Regions from separate parts of the Zea mays genome. Here region 1 is linked to region 2. The links are chromatin contacts, called in public Hi-C maps. All regions are on one chromosome and are shown on one strand. The core of a region is the stretch at or near the end of the contact, and the rest is flanking DNA. Distances in the headings are between cores, read along the strand shown. Region 1 holds the start of LOC100284570. Region 2 holds the start of LOC542041 (m4 protein).

Evidence for each region. Hi-C and Micro-C count contacts between places; a contact is called where the count stands out from the background.
Region 1: a Hi-C map of ear shows a contact between it and region 2, with 2.4 times the contacts expected there. The contact joins the promoter of LOC100284570 here to the promoter of LOC542041 in region 2. A contact is called at or near these places in 2 of 25 Hi-C or Micro-C datasets (ear and tassel).

Annotation. Positions count from the first base shown.
Region 1 is chr1:284,211,280-284,214,614 of Zm-B73-REFERENCE-NAM-5.0, forward strand. It overlaps LOC100284570, which reads left to right and starts at 1,934. Exons shown (of 6, transcript NM_001370665.1): 1 at 1,934-2,264. The coding sequence starts at 2,200.
Region 2 is chr1:283,877,873-283,881,372 of Zm-B73-REFERENCE-NAM-5.0, forward strand. LOC542041 (m4 protein) reads right to left here and starts at 1,384. Exons shown (of 8, transcript NM_001111681.1): 1 at 900-1,384. The coding sequence starts at 1,084.

The DNA of each region.
Region 1 (3,335 bases), core at 684-3,183, 330 kb after region 2:
AACAAGCAGACGGCGACGAATTCCTTGCCCCGATGAGCAATTTTGGCCACGCAAGACCGCCCATGCACGAATGAGTCCCGAGGGCTCTTCTATGATCCCTCGCTGACAACCCGCAAGTGCCAACCGAGGCCGCAACGATGGCGAGGCAGGGATGGCTCACGGGGGTCGATTCCCCCCACCCTGGCTCCCTGTTCTCTCTCGGCGTCGTGATGTGTATTGGGTCTACTCAAGGAAAAAAGGAGGGGAGGAATACCAGGCGCACAGGTTTATAGTCCAGCTAGGTCGGTTGCACCCGGCTAGCTAGAATCGCGCGGCGGCGGCGCTCATTGCGGCTGAGTTGTTATGGGGAATATGTACAGGGGGCCTAAGACTGTCCCTAGCAACGTCCCCTAAATTTCGTCCTCTAAAAGAATATTCTCTGTCCTTTACAATACTCTCTAAAAGATTCGGTTCTCTATATTTTCTCCATCTCCAGCAATGTCCTCTAAATTTCATCCTCTATATCAACAGTGTACTATATTTCACATTCTATATTGATTTTTACCAGTCATGTGCACGTGAACGAGCAAACACAATAAATAAGCACAGTGTATAGAGTAGAACCGTACGTCTTCTATTTCTAGCGGATGCATGGCGTGCTCTAAAATTTAGAGGATTCTTTACAGTCTCTTGTTGAAGACAAAAAGTTGCATGCATCCTCTATATTTTAGAGGACAGAACCATTTACAGGTCCCTGTTAGAGGTAGTCTAACCGAACAGCCCCACGCGCTAGAGGCCCAGCAAGCGCGCTGCGATACGGTTTGGTAGGTCCAAGCAAAAGAGGGATTCGACATGCTCAGCGAGAGCAACTGACAGGTGGGTCCCATGTGCCAGCCACAACACTGCACGAGGGGCTGCCCATCGGGGCCCGTGCGTCAGCGCATGGTGACCACACGTGTGCCAGGGCCACAGGGACCGAGTCACTGCCCATGCAGGTCCACCTGTCGGCGCGCGGGGGATGGCGTGAGGTAATGGGCGAGAGGGTGTGTTTCGGCCCAGGTAGGTTCATTCTCTTTCTTTTTTTTCTTTTCTGTTTTCCTATTTCCATTTAAATCAATTCCCCTATCAAATTTCAAGATTTTAAATTCAAACTTGATTATGAATTTTGGCCACAAATCAAATGCACAAATAAAAAGTCTCTCAGTATGAATGCATTCACCATTTTATAAAAATAATTATTATCATTATATATATATATATATATATATATATATATATATATATATATATATATATATATATATATATATATATATCATTTGTTTAAATTAGCATGTCTCATCAACAAAACACAACTTAATAAATTTTAATATAATTTTCCAAGTAACATAAGAACTAACTAACTTCCTTAATGCGTTGTTTAGGGTTTACACACAATACGACATTATACTAGTCTCTATTATATAAAGCATTGGTTCCCATCATCCTCCTTTCGTTTACCTCTCTCTTCTCTTGATAAAAAAATCTAAAATTATACATAAACAAGGATTAACATGATAGTTGTAGCTTCAAACACACATGTCTTTGTGTTTTATATTTTATACTTAAATATATGATAAATAAAAACCGTAGCCACATACAGACACTATACTAGCTACAATTTACTGGTTAAGGTTATATTCCTTCTTTATTTTTTATTTATTGTATTTTATTAGTTTAAAAATAAACTAACATACCACAAATATTCGAGTACGAAGCAGTATAAACTGCAGCGTCAAGGACTCAAGCCTGAAGGGAACGAGTTCACCTGTTCATTCGTCATAAAGCAAAGGCAAACGGGCTTGGCCTCCGAGCCCAACAACGATGTCGCTGTTAGGAAAAAGCACTATTCTCTCATTTTGCCTTTGGGCCCAAGAAAGGAGCGTCCCCAAGTCCTGACGGCTGACGCCATCGACGCGGCGACGCCCTCCAACAAAACCGAAGAGGCGAGGAAGGAACACATGCTCTCTCCGCTGTTCTTGCTGAGTTGTTGTGGACAAAAAGAGCACGAAAGTGGGTAGAGAAAACGGGGGGCAAGCCAACCACACTCGCAGCCAGCCTGCCCGCTCGCCCGCCCGCCATTCTTGCCGATTCGAGTCGACGTCACGCCTCCGGCGCCCCCTTCGGTTGTCACCTCGGGGGTCGCGGATTGGTGGAGGGGAGGATTTGAGCGGCGCGGCCATGGATACAACATCTAGGGCCGCCAAGATCCCGTCGCTCCACCAGACGGAGATCAACTGGGATAAGTAAGCAACTATCCGTCTTGTAATTTTATAGGTTTCCATTTCGTGCCGATTCCCCCCTTTCCCGCGGTCCGTCCTAGTCTCCTAGAGATTTAGCTCCGACCATTGAACAGTGTCCTCCGCCCTAGTCCGAATCGGCTTTATCGCCTAGGTTTAGGAATTGTCGTTTGAGGATTTGACATCTCTGTTCATGCTCTGTGATGACCCAAGGTGGTGCGTCGGCGAGTATGGTGGAATTGATCAGCAGGTATGGAGTATTAGTTGAGTTCTTCGGGTATTAGTGCTTGGGCCGTATTAATATTTCTTTGGGCTGTAATAGATGGATTATCCAGGGCATTAGCCGTATTAGTAGTTGAATTCGAGATCTATAAATACTGTAATGAGTTGTTGAGAGGAGGATATGAAATAAAATAGAAACAGATACCTGAACAAACTCACCTGGTCCCCGTCGGCGTTGTCGTCGTCGTTCCGCAAGCAACTCACGCCCGGCGATCCGCCGCTGTGGCCAAGGGTCATCACAAGTGGTATCGGAGCTGTTGATCCTCGGAGGGTGGTCATCACGGCGCCGTCCACGAAGCCATCCGTTCAGACGTGGCTGATCCTAGAAGCAGTGGCAGGCGTGGAGCAAAAAAGGGAGGAGCGTTGGGAGCGGATGATGCTGGCGGTGGAGCGGTTGACTGGAAGATGGAAACCATGGAGATTGGACAGAAGAAAGCGGAGGAAGATCGAGCACTGATGGCTCGACAAATGGAGGAAAACGAGAGAACCATTGCACAGCTGCGACTGGAGTTGCAGGCGAAGGACTTGGAAGGTAACGAAACAAACTCTGAGCGAGAGATGTGTGCTCCTCGATGGGATGATCGGGGTGGAGGAATGGAGCGTGGAAGAGATCGTAGGGAGCAGTGGGGTGGAGGAAGAGAGGGTAGGACAGGCCCATTTCCGAAGTGGACATTCCCCAAATTTCAGGGCAGTGATCCAGGAATATGGTTTGATCGATGTGTAGATTACTTCAATGTCTATTAGGTGCCGGAGTGAATGTGGGCGAGTTCGGCTTTTATGCACATGAGGGGAATG
Region 2 (3,500 bases), core at 134-2,633:
TAATAAATAAAGAAAGTAGGAATCCGCGTGCGTGTGCCTATCTGTTCATTCAAGAAAATCATGGCAACCTAACAGTGATATGTAGCACATAACAATATCAAATGAACAAAGTCTACGTACAAACTTAAGTGCAGCATGGGCTTTCGATATGAGCGTGTCCTACCAGGGTTCAGACTCAGCATCGTCAGTCATCAGCAAAGAGTAAAGACAAGCTAGCATAGTTGCTTGTGGCAGTTGACGATTCCATGTATCTCCATACCATGGGGAGCGCCCACAAGTAGCGCCAATCAGAAAAGGGGCACAGAAAGAAGAAAAAATGTAAGAACGAAGAAATAGTCACACAAATTAAGTAGCACTTCGGCGAAGAAACGAGGCAGCAGCAACCTAAATAATACTGATGCTGCCAGGCCTGGATGAGAAAAATCCAAATTACAGAAACTATACTCCTCTCCATATAATCCCCACTTCCCCAGTCGCAGATTAAGGGTGCTGAGTACAAGATGAGATGTGCAGAATAAGGGCGAGATGAGATGTATAGTATTGGTGTTCTGCGGAGAAGTCAAGTTAGTCAAGCAATTAGCACATGCAGCATGGCAGCAAAAATTTCCCCCAAACAGAGCAGTACCAACGCCATACCAGCGAAAGCGGAGCATAAAATTACCCCGTATATATATAGCGCGCGCACGAACGGGACACGCTACACGCCTCTTCGATTCATCTACACATAACCAGAGCTGTACGTCTGTCTACCCAATAACCATAATTCCAAAAATTCTCAACAAATTCGAACAGAGATAATTACGCATCACCTCAATTCATAGTTTCAAACAGCTTGGAAATGGGGCAGCACGCAGCGGGCAGTGTCGAAACGTAAGCAACGGAGGGGGCCGAGAGCGTACCATGAATCGGTAGAGTACTCGTAGAGCTTGCCCTTGGTGGAGAAGATGATGAGCGCGACCTCGGCGTCGCAGAGCACGGAGATCTCGTGCGCCTTCTTGAGTAGCCCCGAGCGGCGCTTGGAGAATGTCACCTGGCGGTTGATCTTGTTCTCGATCCGCTTCAGCTGCACCTTCCCGCGCCCCATCGCCGCCGCCTTCTCCCTCTCCTGATCTCAACCTAAATCCTAGCTCAGGCACGTCGCTTCAGCCGCCGCCGCCGACAGCAGCTATAAAACTAGCTAGCTTCCTTCCTTGTTGCTTGCGAGAGGCTTGCTTGACACAGGATAGGTAAGCCTACGGCTGGCTAATTGTAGATAGTATGCGGTGGCGGTGGCGCCGGCGAGTGCATGACGTCGCAGCTAGCTGCGGCGGTGGAGAGATAGGGGGAGGGAGGTGAGGGGACAGGCCGGGAGGAGGGAGACGCTGGGAGGAGGCGGATTTAAAGCGGTGATGAGCGCTGCCGCGACGGATCGGAGGGGGAGGGGGTATAGCGAAACCGGGATGGTTTCCCCGCCGCCGCTGTCGAACTGGCATTGGCCGATGCGGCGTGCCCGGGCCCACCTGGCCCCACGGCATCTCTCATCGCAAGGGCCCGCTGCCAGGGTCTTTCCTCGTACGGTCGAAACCGGCTTCTCTCACACACCTTGCCTGGCATGAAGTAATGACGACAAGATGCTGGCAGGCAGCAGCTATTATCTGTTTTTGTTTCTATCTACTCCACTCGACTACTGGTAGCTATAATGAATATCGCTATAACATTTATTTTCGACCAAAGTATTAGCAGTAGTATCTTCGAATAAATTTATTACACAAAAAAACCAACGCTCCATCTATTAATTCTATTTATATATTAAAACTATTAGTGTTATTTTTATATGTTTTATTAAAAATAAAAACGTTTGACTCTAACATATGAGAACAAGACTTGTTTTAGGGGGTGTTTAGTCTCTATGGGTGTTTGGGTTCTATTTTAGTTATCGTATTTATTAGTTTAGGGTCTAAAATAAAATAAAATGGATGGATTAAAAAATAGTTAGAAACCAAACAATCCTTAAGCTTTGTTTGGATACTCTAGTATTGACCATAATCCATATGTGTTGAGGTGGATTATATGTAAATTAGTTTAAGTTATACTGCAAACCACCTTAATACATATGGATTAGGATCAATACTAGATTACTCAAAGTAGGCATTAGGATGGTAGTGGAGTAGTATACTTTCTTAGTTCTTTTTTATTTGTCGCGCGCGTTAAAAACTGAACTAGTGGACGATAAATATTCGAGAATGGAGGTATTGTTTTAAATAGATCTAACTAGATTCGTTGTTGTCATTTTTTGTATCGGAATGTTTTGCTTTCAAATTAATTTGCACGGCCGTGCTGGTGCCACGTGCAGCGGTGCCCAAGCATTAAAGATATCAGATTGTTTGGAGTATGCGGCTCGTCGGGGTTTTTATTTTTATTTTGCTTTTTTAAGCGCACCGTACGCCGTGCACGTGATGAAGTCTGCGGGGTAATGTTTGGGCAAAACGGGGAAGGGGCAGCAACTGGTCGCCTGGTTTCCCGGCTCGGTCACTTTTCGCAGTCCGGAGAGGCGGACAACGCGTGGGGCGGGCTGACGCAGCAAGGGGCCGCCCACTTTTGGGCCGGTCCGACGGCAGCGGCCAGGCCACGACGGGGACGGGCCAATGCGGGACACCTGTGTCTCCTGCAGTCCTGCTGCTGCTGCACGAGCACGATGCGGCGGCTACAGGTCTACAGCAACAGTGCTATCAGAGCCGTTCGCTGCTACGGGCCTACGGCCTACCTCACCCAGGCCCAATCCACCCATGACCGTGATTGGCCGCGACCTGACTGCTTGTTTGATAGAGGTTCGTTAGCTTTGAATTATTAATTTCTAATAGAAAAAAGGAATATTGTTGGAGACTTGTTCTCAAATGCTATGAGTTAAGAACAAGGCAACACAGAAAATGTTAAACATTAAGGTCCTTCGTCCTTTGAAGCATTATTTCCCTTAGGATATAACGATCTCCGGACGAAGGTCATGAAGGACTAACCTTCATCAATACAGCATACATTAGTAAAAGACGAGGCATATGAAACATAAAAGATAGCATAAATAATCATATAACATTATTCATCTAACTTTATTAACTCATCATAGAGAAATAGAGACAATATTGAATTATAGATGTACCTTCGGCTTGGAAGGAGATGAAAATACAAGTGTGACGCAAAAGCAAATGCCAAGTCAACGTGAACAGTACGGGAGTACTGTTCACCTATTTATAGGCACGGGGTACATCCCATACAAAATTACATACATGCCCTTTACATTTGGTGATAATTCCATAGCAATCTATCGAGGTCTAAATGGCCTTTTCATCTTTAAGTCGGTTCCCTCTTCTGCGAACATGCCGAAGCTTTACTGCTTCACAGCTTCGGCGCTGTGTCAACCTTCGTATCTTTTGAGCTTCTCCCTTTCTGATACGAGTCCGAAGATACCTGTTCAGACATTTATACTCCAGAAACATTGTTAAATTATGTTTTTGAGGACCTTCGGA